2 separate regions of the Anser cygnoides genome follow, and region 1 is linked to region 2. A link is a contact called in public Hi-C data. All regions are on one chromosome and are shown on one strand. The core of a region is the stretch at or near the end of the contact, and the rest is flanking DNA. Distances in the headings are between cores, read along the strand shown.

The links. Hi-C and Micro-C count contacts between places; a contact is called where the count stands out from the background.
Region 1: a contact with region 2 is called in a Hi-C map of liver, with 2.4 times the contacts expected there. The contact joins the enhancer-like site here to the promoter of SEMA3D in region 2. A contact is called at or near these places in 3 of 7 Hi-C or Micro-C datasets (blood, granulosa cells and liver).

The regions. Positions count from the first base shown.
Region 1 is chr1:8,977,856-8,981,435 of Taihu_goose_T2T_genome, forward strand. The region is part of intron 11 of SEMA3D (semaphorin 3D); the gene reads left to right. Among named protein-coding and RNA genes, the nearest start is that of SEMA3D, 110 kb to the left of the region's middle. Within about 2 kb of position 1,661, at least 1 of the 3 cell types and tissues checked has open chromatin away from gene starts, as enhancers often do.
Region 2 is chr1:8,866,550-8,869,707 of Taihu_goose_T2T_genome, forward strand. It overlaps SEMA3D (semaphorin 3D), which reads left to right and starts at 1,435. Exons shown (of 18, transcript XM_013180442.3): 1 at 1,435-1,694.

The DNA of each region.
Region 1 (3,580 bases), core at 411-2,910, 110 kb after region 2:
ATTTCTTGCCAACTATGGGGTGATTCAGGAATGAGCAGAACAAAGCCAAAGAGGGATAATCTGTCCAGTTTTTAGAGTTACTAGAGCATTTTTGAAATTTTAGCTCTACTTAAGTCTTGCATAAAGCTTAGCATAGCCAAAACTGCCCTATTTTATATTTCTAATATTTTAAGTTATTGGCAAAGTCTAAAAATGGCAGTACTAGGAAATGCATTTCCTTTGATGTTTAGCTTTGCAAGAGGCATTGACTTCCTTTTCAGCATTTACACAGAAGCTAGGGACTGCTTACCCTAACTTAACTTTTTGCTCAGCTGCCTTTATCTCCTAAGTAAATAAAGCTGTTCACTATAGGGGCTGTGACCACTTTGATATTGAAATTTTGACAAAATGCTTCCTGTGGCAATTTGTGTTGGAGATAAACTCCCAGCATGACCATGACATCATGCCTTGGCAATGCTGAGCATCATGAGGGCGATGCAGTGGGGTCTGCCTGCCCTCTGGCGTCCTGCGAGACCCTGGCCAGGCTGACTCGTGATCAGATGCTGCAAAGCATGCAGCAATTCTACTCCAATTTCTCCCAGCAGTGTTAAAGAGCAAGTGGAAATGGTGAAAATTAAATGGAAGCAAGGCTTGAAATCTATTTCAGTTTGGAAGATGAAAAAAAAAAAAAAGGGGGAGACAGAGAGAGAGAGACAAAAGAATCAAGCAGCTGGCAGCCTGGTACAAAGGGCTATTTGAACACCAAGAAAGCTTTTGCTTTTTCTTCTTTAGATGCCTCAAAATTGGACTTGCATATCTGCAGCTGTCCCCAAATAACAAGTCCAGTTTTCTTGCAGTCTTTTAGGGTTTCACCCAGGAAATTATCCTTTGATAAAGAAATCATCAAGGACTTTCTTTAAAATGTGTTCTGTGTTCTGAACCGGAGTTTTCATAACACCCTCCTAGTAATCACAGAAGATGTTCAATCTTTTAAATAAGATTTTCAGTGAATTAGAAGAAAGCAGCAGTTCTAGCCTATTTATATAACTGTAACTACTGTACCAAGACCAGATTTTGAGAGGAACATCAATGTTTAAAGATGCAGATTAACACACAGTCTGGTATGTCATAGTGCCTAGGTATTTAATTGCTATTCAAGGCAAGACTGAGTACAATGGATCTAGATTTCTGGATCAGCAAAGTAAGAATCTTGCAGTTTAATTGACTTCTTAGCTACAAGAAGCAGCCCAGTACAGAAGCTATTGCTTTTCTCCATTTGTGGTGTTATATCTCACCTCTTTCCACTCCAGATCTGAATACCAATATATGCTTCTGAGCTTCTATATTCTTTGTTGTTCTCTCTCTCTTTTTTAAAAAGTAAGTTCCTTTACCCTCAGATCTTTCTGTGATCTTCCTCAATTTTTCTTGTCTTTCTCAGTTGCTTTTTCTTCCTTTCTTTAGTGAAATCCCTTTATTTCTTCTGCTAATCCAGTGCAAAGGCTCATCAAGATGTGGTGTCCATCCCATTGGGACTTGGCTGAGCCACAGAGAAATACTGTCTGCCAAAAGCCTCCCCCTGTCCTCACGTCTGGTTAATTTTCCTGCTTTAATAAGTGTGTTCATAAAACACTGAGGGTTGCACAGGTTTCCTTTGTTATTTTTAGACTTATCTTTCTCCTTCACCTGATCTTTTATGGGATAGACTGCATTCTTTGCTTCTCCAATTCCCCTCTCCTTTGATCTCAGCACTGTAAATGGGGCTGCTTAATTAAGTGAAATGTTTCACTTTATAGGTTTATTTTCCTGAGAAAGCCTCCTCCACCTCCTCCTCCGTACCAACATGTTCTCCCCAACATGAATCACTTCTCAATTCATAGCAGCCTTTCAAAAGGCTGTGAACCCAGTCACCTTTCCAGTGTGCTGAGGTCGGCAGAAAATTGCAAAGTGCCACCTACAAAGTCAAGTTCAGTCACCTAGCTGGTCTCAGATGGTTAACCTCACATTAATGTTCTCTTATGTCAGCCTTTGCTATCAGCAACACAGGTGTGTTAAATGGAAAAGCAATACAAGGAGTTCAAGACAAACATTAGAACAAACCCCATACATCGAGTGGAATACAGTCTCTAGCTAAAAATAAAAAATAAAAAAATAAAAAAAAATCATGTTAGGGATTATTATTTATTTATTTATTTTGTGCATATTTAGGGGGATAGAGTGAGATTAGATGTTGATTTCATTTAAAATTTTGGCTGTTTCTGTGTCCAGCAGAACCTGACTCAATCTCCTCTCCCCTGTCTTCTTTCAGGCTTAAGCTGCAAGGCTGTTGTGAACATCTTTACAGGATGGACAGGCACATTATGTCCATCCTCTAGAGAAACACTAAAGTTTTAGAGGGGCATGTCCAAATGCAAAATGTTTTGTGAAGCTCTGATCAGACTACAGAGAAAAAGCCACACAGTCTTTATGACACTCAGGAGCTCAAGTGCCTTCTCCAGAATGGATTAGTGCTGAGTCTCCAGCAGCACATAAATGCTTAAGCCCCAGGAGTCATCTCTTGGCTGCCATCTAAATCACAGAATATCCTAAACTATAAGTACCCAATATTCTAAGGTTCTTCTGGGCATCATACCAGTTCCTCAGTGCTACATCTCAGTGGCTCATTCCTCAGACTCTGCATTTCTCATTAAACTTATATGCACATAAAATTCAATTTGTTGGTTGGGTGGAGGATCCTCTTTTAACACAGAAGTGACTAGCTGAAGGTATTTCTTCTGTTTCTCTGCTTTTTGCTTGATGGTTCACTGATAACAAAGCTCATTTGGAGTCTGGAAGGCTCTACGTTGCACTGCAGGAGAATGCTGCTTATATGGCCATATTAACTCCTTTGTAGTTAAACATTAATTAGCTGAGATCATAAGCAAAAAGGACAGTGTCAGTATTAGCGCCTGGCTGCAGTTAGTACATTCCCTCTGAGGGAGGGTCTGGTTCTCTACTTCCTGCTGCATATAATATAAAATAGAGAGCTTTTCAGTGGAAAACAGATCTTCTCCATTCCTGGTTAACATCCGAGCAATATTCTTTCTACTCTTGGCTAAGCTGAGACCTAATTATCCCATGAAAAGTGAAAACACTTTCAAACAGGAAGGAGGGGGGAGCTCCCAGAATGGCTCTGGTCCATGTGTCTAGAACAAATGGACACCTCCACCAGAAGGAAAGCCCAGGCTAAGGCATCTAATTCCCCAAAATGAGAGAGATTTAAGAAGTATTCCATTCCTTTATGTTTCACACTGGCTACTTGAGATGATCCCAAGAGAGTGCCTTACTGGTATGGTGCTTAGTTCTGCTTGTGAAAAGCATGAAAGTTTTCAGCCTGGAACTGAAAAATCTCCCCAGCAGATGCCTACTTCAGTCAGTGTTATGAAGTCCCTGTTGTGCACCTAACCTATGTGTGTTTGAATCCCATTGTTAAGTGGGTCTAAGGGTAAATGTGACAAGTCTCATTTAAAATGGGGTTTTTGACATGCTTGAAATCGAAACTCTTGTAGTTCACAGGGAGCATCATTCTGTTTAAAAATTGTCAGCAGACAACAGCACTGCTGAA
Region 2 (3,158 bases), core at 185-2,684:
ATAGGAATTTAAAACATAAACTCTGCTCTGAACTGCATCCTACCTATCACAATGATAATTTTATCAAATCTAGGGATTAAACCAGTGGAAAGTTTTGTTGATGATAATGAAATGAATATGGAAAATCAGGAATAGAATCAGGCCTCCCTTTTGGAGGCCTTAAAACAGAAGAAATCAAAGGCAGCTATGGAACAACCTGTCTTTGAATTGCTCCATTTATTTTGTGGGCATATGAGACACATGTAGACAAGCAGAGTCTGTGTATCTCCGTGTACAGAACTTACAAAAACAACAGTTTAGTACTGTAGTAACAAACTGTTTAAAAAACTAGATAAAAACGTGTCAAGCCAGCTTTTGATGAATTAAAAAAAAAAAAAAAAAAAGGCATTTAGATTCTACACTGTACACCGAGACCACCCATCTGACTTGAATGGTAGGTGAGGATGAAGTTCTGATGCCATGGGTAATGCAGTGGAAACTCCAATATATGCCTCTGGACTTCTTTGATTCTGCTGTTATTTCAAGGGAGCAACAGTTGGGGTCTGTTCTGCAACTGAGTCACCAGCTGAAGACTTTCAATCTGAGCTCTTCACTAACGGAAACGCAGTTTTTGAAAGAGCCCCAGTGTGTCTTGTCTGGAAGGGTCTGATACTATCTGTGCCATGTGTTGAATGGCTCTCAGCCTGTGGGCAGAAAGGCTCTTCCTTGGGCAGCCACAGAAGGAAATGTGTTGGGGAGAAGGGTTTGGTGTGGGAGTGGGTTAGTCCAGGAGAGAATTTCTCTCTTAGGAAGTGGTGTGCAACATGCGAAAGCTGGAGAACCACTGATGTAGCATATTCCATGGGCAAACAAAAATAAATGCAAAAGCAAATGTATCCCTGGCAGCTTTGCACAAGGGCTTCCCATAAACGTGCACCAACCCCCAGCACTGGGCCACTGCCCAGCTCTTTTCTCCTTATCAGAGAGTGTGGCAAGCTTGCCCTTTTTTTTTTTTTTTTTTTTTTTTTTTTTTTTTTAACTCCCAGTCTACCACCTAGTGACCTTCCCTGGCAGCAACGTGCCATGGGAATAAGGTGAGAGGACCTGAGGCTGCTTTAGACTTTATGATCTGGACCAGCACCTGTGCAGGGCGAGTGCAGTATTAGGGTGAGATGCTCCTGTTGCAAACGCACAGGGGATCCTGCAAGAGCAGGCAAGGTCTGTGGTCCAGGGGAAAGTGCCATGAGTGCGCGAGTCCCCTTGTGCCCGATCTCAGCGCGGTGGGCATGCTGCTGCCGTGTCCGTGGGTGCGCTGAGCTGCTTTTCACGGAGCAAAATGCCACCCCGAATACTGCCCGGTGGCCGGGGCTATGCCCGGCTCCGGGAGCAGCAGCAGTGGGTGTGAGGCTGGGCTGGCTGACATACACCCACACGCACACACAGCCACACACACACACACACACACGCCAAGCAGCCCATTTGCTGGAGGGGTGTGCATGTGCGTGCGAGGGAGTGGAAAGGGGTGGCGGGGATGGAGGAAGGGAAGCCAGGGGAAAGTCTGACACTCGGCGCAGAAGGAGCGAGACCCTCCGTCGCCGCCGGCGCCGTCGGGGAGGAGCTCGACTCTCTCGCAACGCCTACCAAAACCCAGCCACCGGCCCCGGCCCCGCACCGGGCTCACCCTGCACCTCGCCGCCGCTCCGGCTCCCCGGCAGGTACCAGGCGGCCCCCGCGGGACCCCCGCCACTTTGCGCCGCGCTTCGCCTCCGAGGAAAGGGGTGGTGGTGGTGGGGAAAAGTGCCTGGGGTCCCTCTCCCCACACACACACGTACCCGTGCTTGTCCCCCCCCCGGGGGCCACCTGCCCGGCTGTCATCCAGCAGCTGGGAGGCGCAGCTGGGATGCGGGGCATCCCTCGGCTCTGCCCCGGAAGAGCAAGCAGAAATGGGGTTTTGGGGTCGGGGCGAGGAGGTTGCAGTTTTGGGGAGCGGGGGTTGAAGGCTGCGGGGCTGGGTGCGGTGCGGAGGGAGGGAGAGGGTTGGGTCGTGCAGCACCGGCACCCTTCTGCTTCGTGTAGGTTTCTGGGGGTATTGCAAAGGGCAGGGTGGGGATAGGTGGCTCAAGTGCATCAGCCAAACTGTTGCTTGCTGGAGGGGTGGCAAAATCCCTTCTTTCCCGCAGAGTCCTGCAGAGTCCTCCAGCGCTGCCATGAGCGCGACTCTGCTGGATGTGTCCATCACTTGGAGCAGCAGAGCACCTGGTTGGCCTGGGGTGCTCGGTGGAATGAGGTTATTCTTCTTTGGCACTGACAACTCCTCTTTCGCTTTGTGCAATAACACAAAGGGGGGTAAAGCTCCTTGTTTTGCAGCGAATATTACAAAACGAAAGTTGTCACTACTAGAAAGGAAACATTTCCGAGAGCTTTAGGTAATTGGTGACTGTACTGAAGAATCATAAAGCAGACACCTACGTTTCCTTAAAAATAAAATAAAATAAAAATCCTTTTGGTTTGAAATGGCAATACTTGTCCAAGAACAATAGAGATCAATGGGGCAATGTGACCATCAGCAGAGAGCACTTTGCTGAGAAAGCAGCAGCTCAGCCCTGCATCTGTGGCTCTTACAGAGGTCATGAAGATGCAGAGTACAACTTTTGCAAGGATTTTATCATGCCACTTTCTCTTTTTTACTACTTAACTTGCTGATCTATGCAATAGCTAAAGTGATTTGATTTTGCTGTTAACCATTAGTATGTGATTTACTATAATGTGCAATATTTTAATAGCGTTTTTCAAACTCTCATTAGTATAGTTGATGTGACTTTCATCTGCCTTTTAGTTAGCTCATTTAGCTTACTACAGGCCTGATCCAGAAAAGTACTGGTCATCGTTTCCTGCAAGGTGTATAGGGACCAAGGTCATTCCCAGCTATCTTTCTGAACAATCTTTCTGAAGAGGAATTTGGGTATTTTAAACCATAATTATAGTCTTACTGCCAGACAGAGGTACCCAAATTCTGCAGATGTCATACCTCTTCTTTCTTAAAGTTTCCAAAACAAGTCCTGCTCAGCCTTGATCAGGCAGAGCAGCTTGGCTTCACTTTTATTTGAACTTTATTTTGGCTTGGACATCCAGACTAGTCTGAGATCCAGGAACTAAATTTACTTTCCTTCTTCTTGCCA